Regions from separate parts of the Sus scrofa genome. Here region 1 is linked to region 2. The links are chromatin contacts, called in public Hi-C maps. All regions are on one chromosome and are shown on one strand. The core of a region is the stretch at or near the end of the contact, and the rest is flanking DNA. Distances in the headings are between cores, read along the strand shown. Region 1 overlaps DAB2IP (disabled homolog 2-interacting protein). Region 2 overlaps DAB2IP (disabled homolog 2-interacting protein).

Region 1 (6,721 bases), core at 2,970-5,469, 65 kb before region 2:
TGGCCTGCCCGCCGCACAGTGGCCAGCCCTGCCAGGCTCACTGGGGCTGCCCGGGCCGGCCACCCAGCCACCAGCTGAGCGGTGGGCACCTGCCCATCGGCGGCGAGGGCGTCGGGGCCTGCTGGGGAGCCCGCCTCCCCGTCCAGCGCGCGGGCATCTTGGAGGTCCACCATGGACAGGCTCTTGCCACCGTTGGCCATCTGAAGATCGGGCTCGTTGGCTTCCGAGTAACTCGAGCTGCGGGCAGGTGAGGGCTGGACCCCGGAGGACCTTGTGACAAAAAACAAGTCCTTGTTTTCGGGGGTTGGAGACGGTAACCGGGTGAAATCTATCAGACTGCAGGGAGACAAGCACACACAGGGAAAGAAGGGGGAAGAGAAAAACTGTGAATGTGGCCGAGGCGGTCCCGACTGACAGCCCCCACCAACCTGCCGCCCAGCAGCCTGAGCCAGGGTTGGGGAGCGGGGGGAGGGGAGGGAAAGCGGGGGAGAGGAGGTGCAGAGGTGGCAAGAGTGGGAGAGTCCTGGGGACCAGTGGCCCGGCCGCAGAACCAAACCACAGCTGGGGCAGCTGACCCTGGAAGAAGCCACCACGAGGGCCGAGGCAGCTCCTCCACAGAACCTCTGCTCTAGGAGCCAGTGCTGCCAGCGCCAGGCCAAGCTGCTTGGCAGGCCTGTCCCCTGCTCGGCTGCATCTTGGGGCCGTGAGTTCTGGGGCCTGGAGTGTTCTGGAAAATTCCCCTTAGCTAAACCCAAACCCAAAACGCAGTGGCTCTCTGCCCTCCAAGCATCCTGCACTGAGAACCCCAACTTCAAAGCCACAAAGGTTCTGCCTCTTCTCTCTTGTTCCTAATCAGACTGATAACCTGAGTGGGGGCCTGCACTGAGCAAAGCCTCTTGCTGAAGCCTCCTGCTGCCACCCCTTGTCTGACTGGCAGGCGGGGGCTGGAGCTTCTGGCAAAAACAAGGAGTCAGGAGGATCCTCCAGGAATGACTCAGGCAGGGAGGGTCTGCACCTGCAGTGGCCCCCCCCAAAGAGGTCTTCCGGCCCCACTCCGGACCCCACCTGGAAGCCAGCTCCTTGCAAGAAGGCACGTGGTGGGGCCAGGTGGGCTTTGGAGGAAGGGATGTGGGGGGAACAGGGCTCAGTGTGGGCGGGAGGCAGCAAGAACTTATGGGTTCGGCGTGGGCTTGGTATAGAGTATGGCTTAGCCTGGGCTGGAAGAGGAAGTGCCAGGCCCCAAGTGATGGGACTTAGGCAGGCAGGCTGCGACCACCAGGGCCAAAGCACTGGTGGGCTGAGAAGTGGACAAGAGCAGCAGGTGGAGCTGGGAGAAACCCAGACCAACCATGAGCCTGGCCATCCTGCCACATGCCGCGTCAGGTCTCTTAAGAACCCATGTGCCCAGCCACCTCTAGGGCAAAGCAGGTCCCCATCTGAACTCTTGCTTTGCTTCATTTGAAAGGCTGTATGAACAGCCCCCCTCAAGACTCAGAGGGATGCGGGAAGGGTGTCAGGTCTCCGCATCTCCGGCCTCCTGCTGGGCCTCCAGTCCCACGCGCCACACCCCAGGCCCTGACTCAATGCCCTTGCCTGCTAAAAGCCTGCTGCTGCTGCTGCTGCCACCAGCCCAGAGTCAGACAGCTCCCACCTCTGCTGCTCCAGCCTCATGCCTGCTAGCAGGTCCCAGATGGCCCTGGGAGAGGAGCGGAAGGTATGATGGGACATGACAGTCCAGTGTATATGCCAGGGCTTTTGAAGGAATGTCCTTATTTTGATGTCAACACTTGAGAACACTTGCCTTTCCCTCCACTGTGTGTACATGTGCTTGATTTACAGGCTCTTGCCCCAGGGCTGGGGGCTCAGGGGGCTGGGCCTCAGCATCTCTCTAGTTTCTGGGGCTCCTGGTCTCTAAGCCTTGCAGAGTCACCTGAGCACCTCCTGAAAACATATACCCTTGTGCACCACTTGTGGCGATTATGATTCACGTATAGGAAATATGAGGAAACAGGTATTTTTAACTCACAAACCAGTGATGCACAAGTGGTGGGGAACCGTAATTGTTCTTCAACAGAAGGTGTCGTTTCTCTAGGCTTTGTTTGTGCTGGTCCCTATACCTAGAATGTCTTTTCTACTAATGGAAATGTTACTTTTCCAAAAAAGCTCAAAACTGTAGCACCACCTCCTCCAGGAAGCCTTCTCTGATTTTTCCCAAATAGAAGTTCACTATTTGAACATCACTTAGGGCCTGCAGAACACAGTGAGTCTCATCCGGCTTGTTTTATAAACACCTGTGGAGGTATCCTCCTCCCCAAATGAGAACGCAGATGGGCTTACCGGTAAACCCCACAACTCGAGGCGTGCCTGACAATTCTTACCCAGAGAGATCGTTCTCAATCACCATCTTCTGAAGTCCAGCTGAGATGCTGCTGCTGCCAGAGCCAGGCGTGGAGGCCAAGTCGTTGGTCCCTGTGAGCTGCCCACTGCCTGGGGTGCTCAACGCTGTGTGGACGTCCCTTAGGATTCGTGGCAGAGGCCCCAGTTTGGATACAATGCTCTGCAAAGACAGAGCAACAGGCAGGTGTGATCCACTGCAGCCACTGTGTTCGAAAGTGCTGAGTCGTCAGAAATGCAGGCCCGCCGCCCTGCCCTGCAGTCAAATCCAGCAGGTCTGGGAAGCGGGGAATGAGCCTCAAATTACATTCCTACCAGTTCCTCAGACATTTCTGGGACAAGACGGGAGGTCCACGGGGAGAAATGCTCACCTTGTCCAAACCCTCCACCCTCACTGGTCCCAGAGAGGAAAGGCCACGGGGGACCCCAGAAGTTCCCCACCTACACCTCCCACTGGAGAGGCTTCTGGGACACTGCCCCATCAAGTCACCTACTCCACAGGGTGGGCTGGACCCACCTTAACACCTGAGTCCCCATGGCGATGGCCCAGGCATGGAGCAGGCACCACTAGACAGATTACAAATGGCTGGTCAGGCACAGCGTAGTGACTGGGCTCATCTGAACCTCACTGCCCTGGTTCAGACTGTGGTGCTAAAGGTTCTAGGCCGGGGAAAAGGGACTCTGCCTTCACCTGCTTAACGCCCGGCTTCCACCTAGGGTTTTGTGCAAAAAGAAATAACTCACATGGTCAAAAGAGAAGAGACGTGAGCGGCCAACAGCTCAATTTTAAATTCTGCTTCAACGCTGTCAGCTGTGACGGCTGCTGACCGTCTTCCCTACCTCTTGCCTGGCCACACAGATATGGAGGACGGTGGCTGGCACAGGGGCTAAGTGGTGACAGCAGAGTGACCAGTGCTGGCAGCAGTGGAGGAAAGGGACTTGACCTCATTTCCATTTCTCCCTCCTGGGTCTCTTGCAGCCAAAGGGCAACAGACATAAAGGAACAGAAATGACTGCAACAGCATCTGTTTGTAGTGAAAAAGCTGGGACTGATCTGAGTGTCCAGAGACATAAACGGTGCAGTCATATGACTGGACAGCCTGTGGCCATTAGAAAGGTCACAGTGAAGATGCAGCATGTACTGTGGTGGAAAGACGCCCACAACAGAGAAGTGAGAAATGCACATGGCACGCACAGTTCTCCCTTTAACAAAAAGGGAAAGAACTCTGCCTATGTGTACTTAACATATGCACAGATATATCCAGAAGGCTGAACACCAGAGAGCCCTGAGTGGTCACCTGTAGGGATGGGACAGGAGTAGGGAGCCTTCCAGCCCTGCCTCAGCAGTAGCTACTTTTGTAAGATGATCTCAGAGCCCTGGGAAGCAACAGATGCTCTGGATGTGGATCCTGGGAGGCCCAGCCCTTGCTGCCAAGAACCTGTTGGGTGTGGGCTGGGGCCACTGGGGGTAGTGGAGCCCCAGGCCACAGAGGCTCCCCTCCAGGTGGCTGCAGCAAGGTCGGGGGGTCTAGGAAATAACCATTTCAGCTGATGGTCAAGGGCAGTTCTGGAAAGGTTTGTAATATCCTGCCTGACATGTTGAGGTGCAGTATCTTCAGAGTCTATCTTTTTCATATCAGCGAACTTAAAACCCAGAGCAAAGACATTTTCGGAGAAGCAGCTAAATTCGATCACATTTCTTACAGGTAGGGAGCACACCTTCACCCGTGGACTCCACCCACGTGATGCAGTGTGCGTGCAGACACAGCTGCAGCCCCAGCACACAGAGTGGGCTCTCCGGGCGAGTGGACATAGCGCCCCCTCCAAGGAAGTGGCCCCAAGATCCCCTGGTGTCTGCCGACAGGGCTCGGGCAGGGCTGCTGATCCACGCCACACAGGTGACCCCTCTGACCTCTGTGGTTACGCTGTGGGAGGAGGCGCAGCCTCCAGCGCCCCCTCTGCCCTGTCTCGGCCCTGTGCGGATAGGCACCTGCTCCAGCTGGCTGACGGCCTCCCAGAGCAGCGAGTGCAGGCTGGAGAGCTCACGGCCCAGGTCGATGTAGCCCTCGAAGCCAGCTGTGTTGGAGATGGTCTCCGGGTTGGAGATCTCCAGCAGGAAGCGCTGCATGTTGGTCCACTCGTGCTCCAGGAACTGGTTCATGAACGACATGTACTCCTCCTTGCTGCCAAATCTGGAAGTGGAGCAGACAGGCTAAGCGCCCTGGGCCCCGCCCAGGAAGCCCCTTCTCTGAGACCCTCACCTCCTCAGCTCCCACCCCTCCCCGCCATTCGCTCCCCAGCCAACTAGTCCACTCTGACTTGGGGTCCTCCTTCCTCATGGGACCTGGAATGCTCCGCGGCCCTCGCTCCCCATTCGCTGCCGGTCACAGTCTCCATCCTCTTCCCCCGATGGTCAACGGCCTGGGGGCAGATGGCTCTCAATCCAGGCCTGGCCAGGTCTCTCTGCTCAGCTTTCAGACACGTACTCCGTGGGCACCTCCCTGTGTCCTCAGCTTGGGCAGACCTGAGGTCGCCCCCGTCACCCCGCACTGGCCCCCTCCTCTAGGACTCGCTATCCCCAGTGTAGATGCTACAAGCCTGGCGGTGGTCAGTCAACTCCTCCTTCCTCCTCCCCCACAACTGGCCGAATTTATCTTCTAATCACCCTGACCCTGCGGCCACCCTGACCTAATACTGCCGCCGCTGTGCTTTTACGGGAACCACAGCTTTGCTCTCCTCCCAGCCTCCTGGCTGCCAGTCCCGCTCCTTCTACCTCCCCTGCCCCACTGCTGCCAGGCTGACCTCTGCAGGACCCAGGACAGGTGAGGGTCATCTTCTCCCCTTGCTCAAAGCCCTCTGGCAGCTCCCAATGTCCTTCAAGTCCCTGCTGTCCCCTTGGGTCTCATCTGCCCCTCCCCCCAGCAGGCACCTGACAATTCAGAACACGTATGGTGCCCAGTGCCTCCTGTACACAGCCCTCCCGGGCCTGCCTGCCTCTGTTCCTGCTGCCTTTCGCCCTAACACGCAGCTGGGGGAGCTCGTCTTCTAAGAGACCACCCTCTTTCCTCTCCGGGGAAGCTTAGGACCTCCTACGAGGCCGGGTCCCTCTCCGTCACGGCTCTCTCCTCTGTTGACATGCCGGCTCCAACAGGGAGGGGACCAGGTGTGAGTCACAGCCCAGCATGTCTCCACACCTCATGAGAGCGACTGGTTGACCCGACCCTTCTGTTCTCACCCACTGGCTTCAAGGGGCAGTGGGAACACAGGTGCTTCATGAGCAAAGACGTCCTTGGCAGCATTGGACAAGGACAGTTGGAAACAAGCCGAGAGCCCGACCACAGGGGACGGGTTAGGGAGACAAGGGCCCTTCTCCCGGGAAGGGACGTTAGCCACTCACTTCAAAATGAAGCTTGTGAATGTTAAGTACATGGGAGAATCCTTATGATCAAATGTTCATGCAAAGAAGCAGAAGGAAAAAATATCTTGTCTTCTCACCTTTGAAAATTAAGGAAACATACCGAAATGAAAAGGAATGAGGGTGGCAGGGACTAAAGCCGGGCCTGTGGCACAGTCCAGCTCTGGGACAGACCCCACCATGGGCTCCAGTCTGTGCCCCGGCTCTGCCAAGGCGGCATGAGGCACTCACTTGGCGAAGTTGGCGAGGTTCTGGGTGACCTTGGCGATGAGGGTGAGGGTGCGGGCAGTGCGGTCGTCGGGGTACTCCTGCAGCAGGTGGAAGAGCGAGGGCGACATAATGGCCGGGCAGAGGAAGCGCAGAAACAGGGAGGCACTGATGAGCCGCTCGCTGATGTCGGGCCGGCCGCGGCTGCTGCATTCCTGTCTCCATGAGGCAAACACCTCCTTCAGCTCCCGCGGGAAGACGCTGCGCAGGACAGATGAGGTATCAGGAGGGCGCCAGCACCACAGGGTGCAAAGCAGGGACCTGGTCCGGGTCCAATGGAACCCTGACGGCTGTGTGCCCTCGGCCTGCCACTGGAGTTCTGAGCCCACTGCACTCCTCCGGCCATCCTCAGGGCACAGGAAGAGCACAGGGCGGATGCTCGGCGAGTGCAGACACCCAGGCCAGTGGAGTGGGACACAGGCGCAGTGGAGCCAGAGGGGAAGCCAATCCCAGGGAGCTTCACCCTCCTCCCACAGGGCAGGCACCTGGATCTAGAGGAGAGTGAGGGAACCACGGCGGGAAGAGACCACTGCCCCTTGGTCCCCATCCCTGGCTTCTGAGACATACTCCCTTCAGGCAAATGATGTCACAGGAATCAGAGGTTTTCAGCAGAGCTCGCAGTGAGACCAGAAAGATGGGAGGATC
Region 2 (7,816 bases), core at 1,097-3,596:
TTACTCACTCAGCTCCAAACAGGACACCTCTGGGGGCTGCCCGTCCTTCCCATCAGCAGCCCCAATCAATCTATTTCTAAGCAAAGTGGCAAATCAGGAGACCCCAGTCCGAGCAAAACCTAAGACTGGGTAGAAGGATTTCAAACTCAGTCTCTCTGCCTGTCTGTGGGAAATCCGGGCTCCCTTCCTCTGCCAGAGAAGCCACCAAGCCAGATTTTGTTTCTAGAAAATTAATAAGACAATTCCACACCACTGCCAGTGACTTTCTGCTCCAACTGCTACCGTTTACCACCGTTTCTAGAAACAGTCATCTACAGTCTTGTAGTTCTACTCTCTAACCCCGACTCCGCGCCCCTTCAGCATGTGGCAAAGCTGACCTGAGGCCAAGCTGGGCAGGACCCGCTTGAGGCCATCTCGGCCATGCCCCGACCTCCAGCCAAGGGTTGCCGGCTGAGCGCTCGCCCGCTTCTCAGTGCAGCCTTCCCGCTGGAGGGAGGTAAACACGGCAACACAGCACGCACGCTGTCTGCTCCCGGGAGGGCAGACACACTCAGAGGCCGGACCGCCTGCTGTCTCTCCTGCTCCCCAGACAACCAACATGCATGCACACAAAACGGGGTACGTACACAAGGCCCCGCATGCGGGTGCAGAGGGTCCTGACCCCCATCAAGGAGAGCGCAGAGAAAGGCATGTTCCTGGGGGAGAAAGCCGGAGGAAGGGGCCGGGCAGAGGGAGGAAGGCAGCGAACCCGGTGGCCTGCCGCCCAGACAATAACAAAGATGGGAATGGAGATTTTCAAAGACGCAGTGGCTGCACCCAGCGCTGAGCTCTGGCCTGGCTAAATCTTGCTGCCAGGGCACGCCTGGTCCCCTGGGGCACCAGGGCCATCAGAGAAAGGCTGAGGGTCCTGCCTCAAGCTGAGCTTGGCAGCTGGGGCAGGAAACCAGCTGCAGGCAGAGGTGAGGATGCCCTAGAGAGAGTAGTTCTGGGCTGATAAAAATTAAAGGTCTGGTAATTCTCCTGGAGGGTGGAAGGGGTACTCTTCCAGAAAATGCTGGGGGTCAGTTAAACAGTCACTCAACCTTGGGCGGGAGTTGGGCTATAACTTGTACTCCTCTGCCTGCCGGAACCAAGGGGGAGGGGAGAGACATTTTCATTCTACCTGTGCCTCCCCGACAGGGAGTGCCAACCTACCAATCATACACAGGGGCACAGCCCTATGAAGGAAGGCAGATGCCAGGGGCCTCAGATGTGGGGGCTGAATGCTGAAAAGGCTCCTTGGTGCCTGCCTGTTCCTTCACCTCCACTTAGCTGAGCAGGGACACGTTCTAACTGGCACCAGAATTCATCGCCATGCCTGTGCCCAAGTAGAAAGGTGCCGGGCTAGTACACCTGGAGAAGGAGGACCTGGGCCCGGAGAGGCTGTGTCCGCCCAGTGCCCCCGGACGCAGACAGGATGGCTTGCCCTTGCGAGCTGAAGCCTGCTCCTTGCCAGTGACTCCTGGCAGGCTGAACCATCTCCTCCCTCTGCTCTTCTGCCCCACAAGCCACCTCCCCTTGGAATTTCCACACCTGCTCCAGGCTTGCCCAAGAAAAGGAAACCGGGAATAGGAGACACCCCTGGGAGTGGAGAGGTGAGGGAGGGAAGCAGCTGCCCAGGCTGGAGAGGATGAGGCCCTTCTTCCTTGGCCTCAAGCAATGCCCCTGAGCTCAGGGCCCCAGCACTGCCCGCTCCGCTCGCCCCAGCCCCCAGCGGAGCACGCGCCCTACTTAGAGCAGATGTGCCCCCTAAGCGGCCCAGCCCCCTGCTGCTCCTCCCCTCCAGATGTTCACCCTTTTCCTCACCGCTGGGTCCCCGCAAAACCCAGCCAAAAATGCCTTTTGTATCGGACGCCCAAGGGCTCCAGAGGCAGGGGGATGGATCCTGGGGTGGAGGCGCCACTTCTTTCCCCAGCCCCGGGCACCGCACCGCCCTGGAAACAATGCCCACCTCGGCGAGGCGAGGACTTCTTGGTGAGGGCACTTCCCGCCCGGCCTCGCCCCGCGGCTGGGTCACCCAGTCCTCACCCTCGGGGAGAGAGAGGAGGGTCCTCCCGTCGCGCCCTCCACCCCGTCCGAGGTGGCCCCACAAGTTGCCGGAGGGTGGCGTGGGGTGCCCTCACGCTTACAGCGCGCCCCAGCTGGGGCTCTCGCTTTGTCCCCGCGCCCTCCGGGGCGCATCCTGGGGCGGCGGCGCGCGGAGGCCGGGCCAGGCGGCGGCGGCGGCGGGCTCACCTCTCATTGTCCGCGGCGGAGGCGGCTGCGGCGGCGGCGGCGGCGCTCCGGAACCCCGGCAGGATGTGGCGGAAGCTGTGGTTGCGGTCCAGCTTGGGCTGGCTCTTGGTGCGCTTGATAGAGCCCTTGAGGCGGCGGCTGAGGAAGCCCTGCGCGCGGGGCGACAAGAGGGGGAAGGGGAGGCGGGGTTAGCGCGGCACCGGCGGGCCCGGGACCCGCGCGGGACCCGCGCCCTGGCTCGGGCGGCCGAGCGGCCGAGGGCGGGCGCGGGCTCGGGCTCGGCCCCAGCAGCTCGCTGCCCGCTCCGCCCGCCCGCCGACCGAGCGCCGACGGCCCGGCCCGCGCAGCGCGGCCCAGCCCACCCCACGCCGCCCGCCTGCCCGCCCGCCACGTCGCCCCCGCCCCCTAAGCCGCTGTTGCCATGGCGACGCCGAGCCGAGCCGCGCCGGCCGCGACCGAGGACGCCCGAGCCCCCCAGGCGCGGGGGCGGAGGGAGCCCCTCAGGGCCGAGGGGGGCGGGGCTGCGTAGGGGAGGGACACCCCCCCACCCCGGGCCTCCGCATCTGCAGCCCCCTCACCTCTCACTGTAAGGAGGTCACACCCCCATCCACCTGGAAGAATCCACGCCCCCTACCCACCCCGTCCAGGATTGCCAAAGCGCCTTCCTCCACCCAGGAGGTTGGTGTTCTCAGCCCTGGTTGCACAGATGGGGGAAACTAAGGCTCTTGGAGCAGGCGTTTGGTCCTCTGGGGAACGGCTGGCCAGCTCGGCACCTGGTAGTACCCTGCCCCCTGGACCCCTAACCTGGGCATCTTGCCTTTCGCTGGTGACTGTCACAGGCCCTCAGGGTGGAGCCCTTTGCCTGGAACCATTGTACCTCAGCAGGGGCAACCACCTTGGGGACAGAGTGACCTAGCTCAGACTGAGACCAAGGGACTGAAGGGTTTGCTGAGTATTCCCCCTGCATGCTTCCAGATTTGGAACCAGGTCTGAGGGAAGGCTGGACCTTCTCTGGAGGGACTGCTGCCTGGTTCATTTATGACCCATGGCAGGCAAGGGCCGCTTCTGGGAGGACTGTGGCAAACCTCAGCCTGGAGAGCCCGCATTCAAGCCATTCGTCCATTTGTCAGGCTGCGCTGATATGCCGGGCCCAGCCCCCAGAGCTCCCAGTCTAAGGAAGAGACAGCATGCAGTACAGCAGCTCGAACCAGTGCTCCCTTTACAGGTAATGGGATGGATTTGGGGGCTCAAGGAGCCACAGCCTGGGGTGTTCTGGACCTAGAACCTTCAGGTAGTTGGAGGGAGAGGAAAGCTAAGGGAAGGGAGATTCCCTTCCTGGTGGAGTTGCCTGAGAGGGATTCTGGGGACTCCCTCACCCCAGCCTCAATTCCAGGTAACATAAAGACAGAGGGAAATGGGAAAGTAACTCATTTGGAAGTTAATGTTGTACACAATCCGAACACTGCATTCATCCATCACACAATAAAGGGTTGGCTTGGCAGCCCTCTCTCTGGTCTGGGAAGAGAATTGGACATTTGCTATAGGCCACGCCCTTGTTGGATCTGACCTTGCTCTGGCCGTAGCACCCTAGACACGATGAGGGCAAACGCTGGCTGTACATGTCACCTCGTGTCACCCACACAAACAGAAATGACAGAGAAACATTATCTCTTTCTGCAAATGAAGAAACCTTGCTCAGAGAGGTGAAATGACTCACCCAAGGACACACAGCTTCCAGGCAAGCCTGTCTCATGCCAGAGCTTTTCCCATAAGACCTCCCTCTTCTGCCCACCCTCTTCAAGCTTTCCCTTTTCTCATTTTTCTGCCCTTACTCCCCTCCCCCCAACTCAATCTCTCCCATTCCTATGCTTGTGGCCAGCTGCCAGAATTCTGCACATCCTTCAAGGCCCAGCTGAAATGCCACTTCATTCAGAGGGCCTTCATTCAGACACCTCTCACCTCTGTAGCCTGGTATTACCCATCAATGCACTTTATTTATTTTTCATTTTTTTTTTGGTTTTTTTAGGGCTGCACCTGCAGCATATGTAGTTCCCAGGCTAGGGGTCGAGTTGGAGCTGTAGCAGCCAGCCTACACCCCAGCCACAGCAACACCATATCCGAGCCGCATCTGCAGCTTACACCACAGCTCACGGCAATGCTGGGTCCTTAACTCACTAAGCAAGGCCAGGAATCAAACCTGCGTCCTCATGGATGCTAGTCAGGTTCATTAACCACTGAGCCACGATGGGAACTTTCATCAGTGCACTTTAATCAGCTGCAGTTCAACACCTATCTCTTAGGGGGAGGGCTGCTCCAGAGGTGTGACCCACAGACAGGACAAGGCTTAATGCAGAGAGACCACAAAGGGTAGCAGGCCCAGGGAACGGTAGGCCCTCTGGGAGACACAGCTCAAAGGCAGGGACCTCCACTCCGAATAAGCTCTGGGCTCTCCCAATCTCGGCCTCTTGCCAGGTTTGCGGGTGGGGGTGGAGATGCACCTGGCTAAATTGGATGGGTTCTTCTCTCACAGGTAGTATTGTCAAGCCAGTTCCCCCAATGGGCTTCTACTTTTTCTTGGCTTTTATTTTCTATACTGCTGAAGATTTCACAACTTTTACATTCTCGTGGTACAAAGAACCATGACGCACGTTTCACAATTTATGGAGCTTCTTATGCATCAATATGGACAGCTTCAGCCTACTCCTGAGTTTAAAAAACAAAAAAGTTTTCTTCCTTCGAGGAGGGTGAGTGGGACACGTATCCCCATCCCCACCCATCACTCAGTGCTCCTCTGTTAAGCATTACCTGTCATCCTGACCGTGACCTTGGGGACTCAAGCTCTCTATAACATTCACTCATTCACCATCCGTAAAGAGCCGACTATGCGCAAGACACAATGACCAAGACTGCCATGAACACTGTGAGGTGAGCAGTGTACAGAATAGCAAAAGGACAGGGAGCTCAGATTCATGGGAGAGTAGGTCCTTAGAGCAATGGGGAAAACCCCTGTTAGCCCCCGGCCACATCACACATGTCCACCCTGAAGGACCCTGTGCACCCCAGCAGACCCAGCTCAGGGCTCTACGTATGGAGGCTCAACAAATGCTCCTGATCCCCCGAATGGGGACTCAGATTCCAAAAGACTATATTACAAGGATGAATAAGGCCCAGAGACGGGTAGGGTCTTTCCCAAGGTCACAGAGCAACGTTAATCAAAGACCCCAGACTCCAGTTCCCTGCCCTGCCCAGCCTCGCAGCTTGCTTACTGACCTCCTTCATGGGGTGGAGGGACAAGGGTGGCTCCTCACGCAGCCCTGGATGAAGGGAGACAAGCCTTTTCTCCTGTCCCTTCAGGGGGAGGTCCCAGGAAGTGATTTCTACAGGCAGCTTGCAGTCCTGAACTCAGGAAGAGGGACTGACCGACCTTCAGAAAATTTTGTTCTCGACCCAAGTCGATCTTTAGGGAGGGGCAGTGGACAAATCATATCTCTTCTTTGGGTAAAATGGGGTGCTCCATGCTCCTGGTGATGGAGCTCACTGCCAGCCCAGTGGCTGAGAGCTGGGAGCCGAAGGCAGGCAAACAGGACTCAAGTCCAGCTCCACACACCGCTGCTGAGATGGTAGGCACGGCCCCTCACCAATTTGTGAAATGGGTGGGGGAAGCAGTGATGACTAAGTAGGACAGAGAGGGCTCTGGGCAACCCCCACCCACCCACCCAGCCCCTTTCCACATCCCCAGGGCCTGGCTCTTTATCCATCTTCTCCAGGAAGCCACCCTTGACTACACACACCTATCACACCTCTCAGACCAGCTCAAGTCCTTGCATACCACTTGTGTTCAAATCTTAGTTCAGATAAGTTGTGGGCAAATTACTGGACCTCTCTGAGCCTCAGTGTCCCTATCTGTAAAATGGGCTAGGATGCTACTCTGTAGGCTTGCGGAAGGATTAAACGAGTTAAGATATCACGAGTAAAGCGGTAAATACTAAGAAACTAAACACAATAGTTGCCAGCTTTATTAGTATTTTTACCCTTGTTGGCTCTAATACAACCACTGATTTTTTGGCCGAGAAGTTATGTGACCCCCACAGGTAGGAGTCTGTCTAGGCTCTCAGAGGAGCTTGAAAGCAACTTGGCAGCAGGGACAGGGCTGGTGTCACACCTAGTGAATGAATGAACATGCTTGCAAAAGCATGCCGGAGCCACAGAATATATCATTCAGTTTGGTAGTTTTGAACTTTTAAACAGACGCTTTCTTCTAAAGCAACCTCACAGAGACTCGGGAGGTTCAAAGTGCTCGGGCGGGCGGGGCTCCTCAGGTGGAGGCCTCAGCTTTCATTCACTGGCTCAGGGACTGATGTCTAAAGCTCAGCACGGCGCCTGCACAGTCTGCGGGGACCAGGCCTGCCCCCTCCCCAGATGGGGTGCTCTGCCTTTGCTAACACAGCCCCATTCCCCTGCAGCTGTGCCACTGAGCTTAGGTCAACTAAGGCACCAGGAGCTTTTGCACAGGGCTGCTGCCTGGTGTCACCACCCCCAACCCTTGTAGGCTGTGCCCTGATCTGTGACAGCTCACTGCCCACGGGGACATCCTCCCTCCAGCTGATCCACAGGCCCCTTGGGCTTCTATCCACGTCAATGACCAAAGTGCAAGAAAGTCTCTCGCTGGAAGGACCCGAGTTCTTGGCTGCTCCCCCATTCCTGTTCCCGACACTCCAGTTCTCCCCCATGCTGACCTTGACCCAAAGCACTGCTTCTCTAGAAAGTCCTGGGTGACTTTCTCAAAGGCCTTTCAGAATTCCAGACATGTGATTTCTTTGTTTGCCATTTTTTTCTTTTTTCTTTTCTTTTCTTTCTTTCTTTTTTTTTTTTTTTTTTTTGCTTTGCTTTTTAGGGCCCCACTTGGGGCATATGCAAGTTCCCAGGCTAGGGGTCAAATTGGAGCTGCAGCTGCCAGCCTACATCACAGCCACAGCAATGCCAGCTCTGAGGTGCATCTGCAACCTACACCAAAGCTCACAGCAATGCTGGATCCTTTAACCTACCAAGCAAGGCCAGGAATTGAACCCACAACCTCATGGATACTAGCCGGGCTTGTTACTGCTGAGCCACAATGGGAATTTCCTTCCTTCACCATTTCAATCAATTCCAAGTGATGATGCTGATAATAAATTACCAGTTATAGGGCTCTGCGGGGGGCACTCACTCACAGAATACCTCTCCAGCCCCAGAAGGGGAGGCCCAAGAGGGCCCCTTGCCTCTTCTTGGGAACCTTCTTGAGGACATATGTCTTACATTCAGAATGTTTGGGGTTTTCAAGTGGGGAAACAGAGAGGCTCAGAGAATTTAAGCCATCTGTTGAGAGTGGCAGAGCTGTTAGGTGGTAGAGCTGGGAAGGAAACCAAGAGAGTTCTAGCCCCTGGGGCAGGCAGGGTAGGGACCCCTTTACACCTGTACACTTTCACACACACACACGCACACACACAAACACATCTAAGGCGAGAATGGGAGTAGTTCCCATTGTGGCTCAACAGCTTAGGAA

The links. Hi-C and Micro-C count contacts between places; a contact is called where the count stands out from the background.
Region 1: a contact with region 2 is called in a Hi-C map of skeletal muscle, with 2.0 times the contacts expected there. The contact joins two enhancer-like sites. A contact is called at or near these places in 4 of 47 Hi-C or Micro-C datasets (alveolar macrophages, epiblast stem cells, psoas muscle and 1 more).

The regions. Positions count from the first base shown.
Region 1 is chr1:261,840,774-261,847,494 of Sscrofa11.1, reverse strand. It overlaps DAB2IP (disabled homolog 2-interacting protein), which reads right to left. Exons shown (of 18, transcript XM_003353636.5): 10 at 6,041-6,277; 11 at 4,385-4,586; 12 at 2,379-2,557; 13 at 1-336. Among named protein-coding and RNA genes, the nearest start is that of DAB2IP, 110 kb to the right of the region's middle. Within about 2 kb of position 4,219, at least 1 of the 83 cell types and tissues checked has an H3K27ac peak or open chromatin away from gene starts, as enhancers often do. A contact at or near this core is called in skeletal muscle, where this site is marked.
Region 2 is chr1:261,773,286-261,781,101 of Sscrofa11.1, reverse strand. DAB2IP (disabled homolog 2-interacting protein) reads right to left here. Exons shown (of 18, transcript XM_003353636.5): 3 at 2,275-2,423. Among named protein-coding and RNA genes, the nearest start is that of DAB2IP, 45 kb to the right of the region's middle. Within about 2 kb of position 2,346, at least 32 of the 83 cell types and tissues checked have an H3K27ac peak or open chromatin away from gene starts, as enhancers often do. A contact at or near this core is called in skeletal muscle, where this site is marked.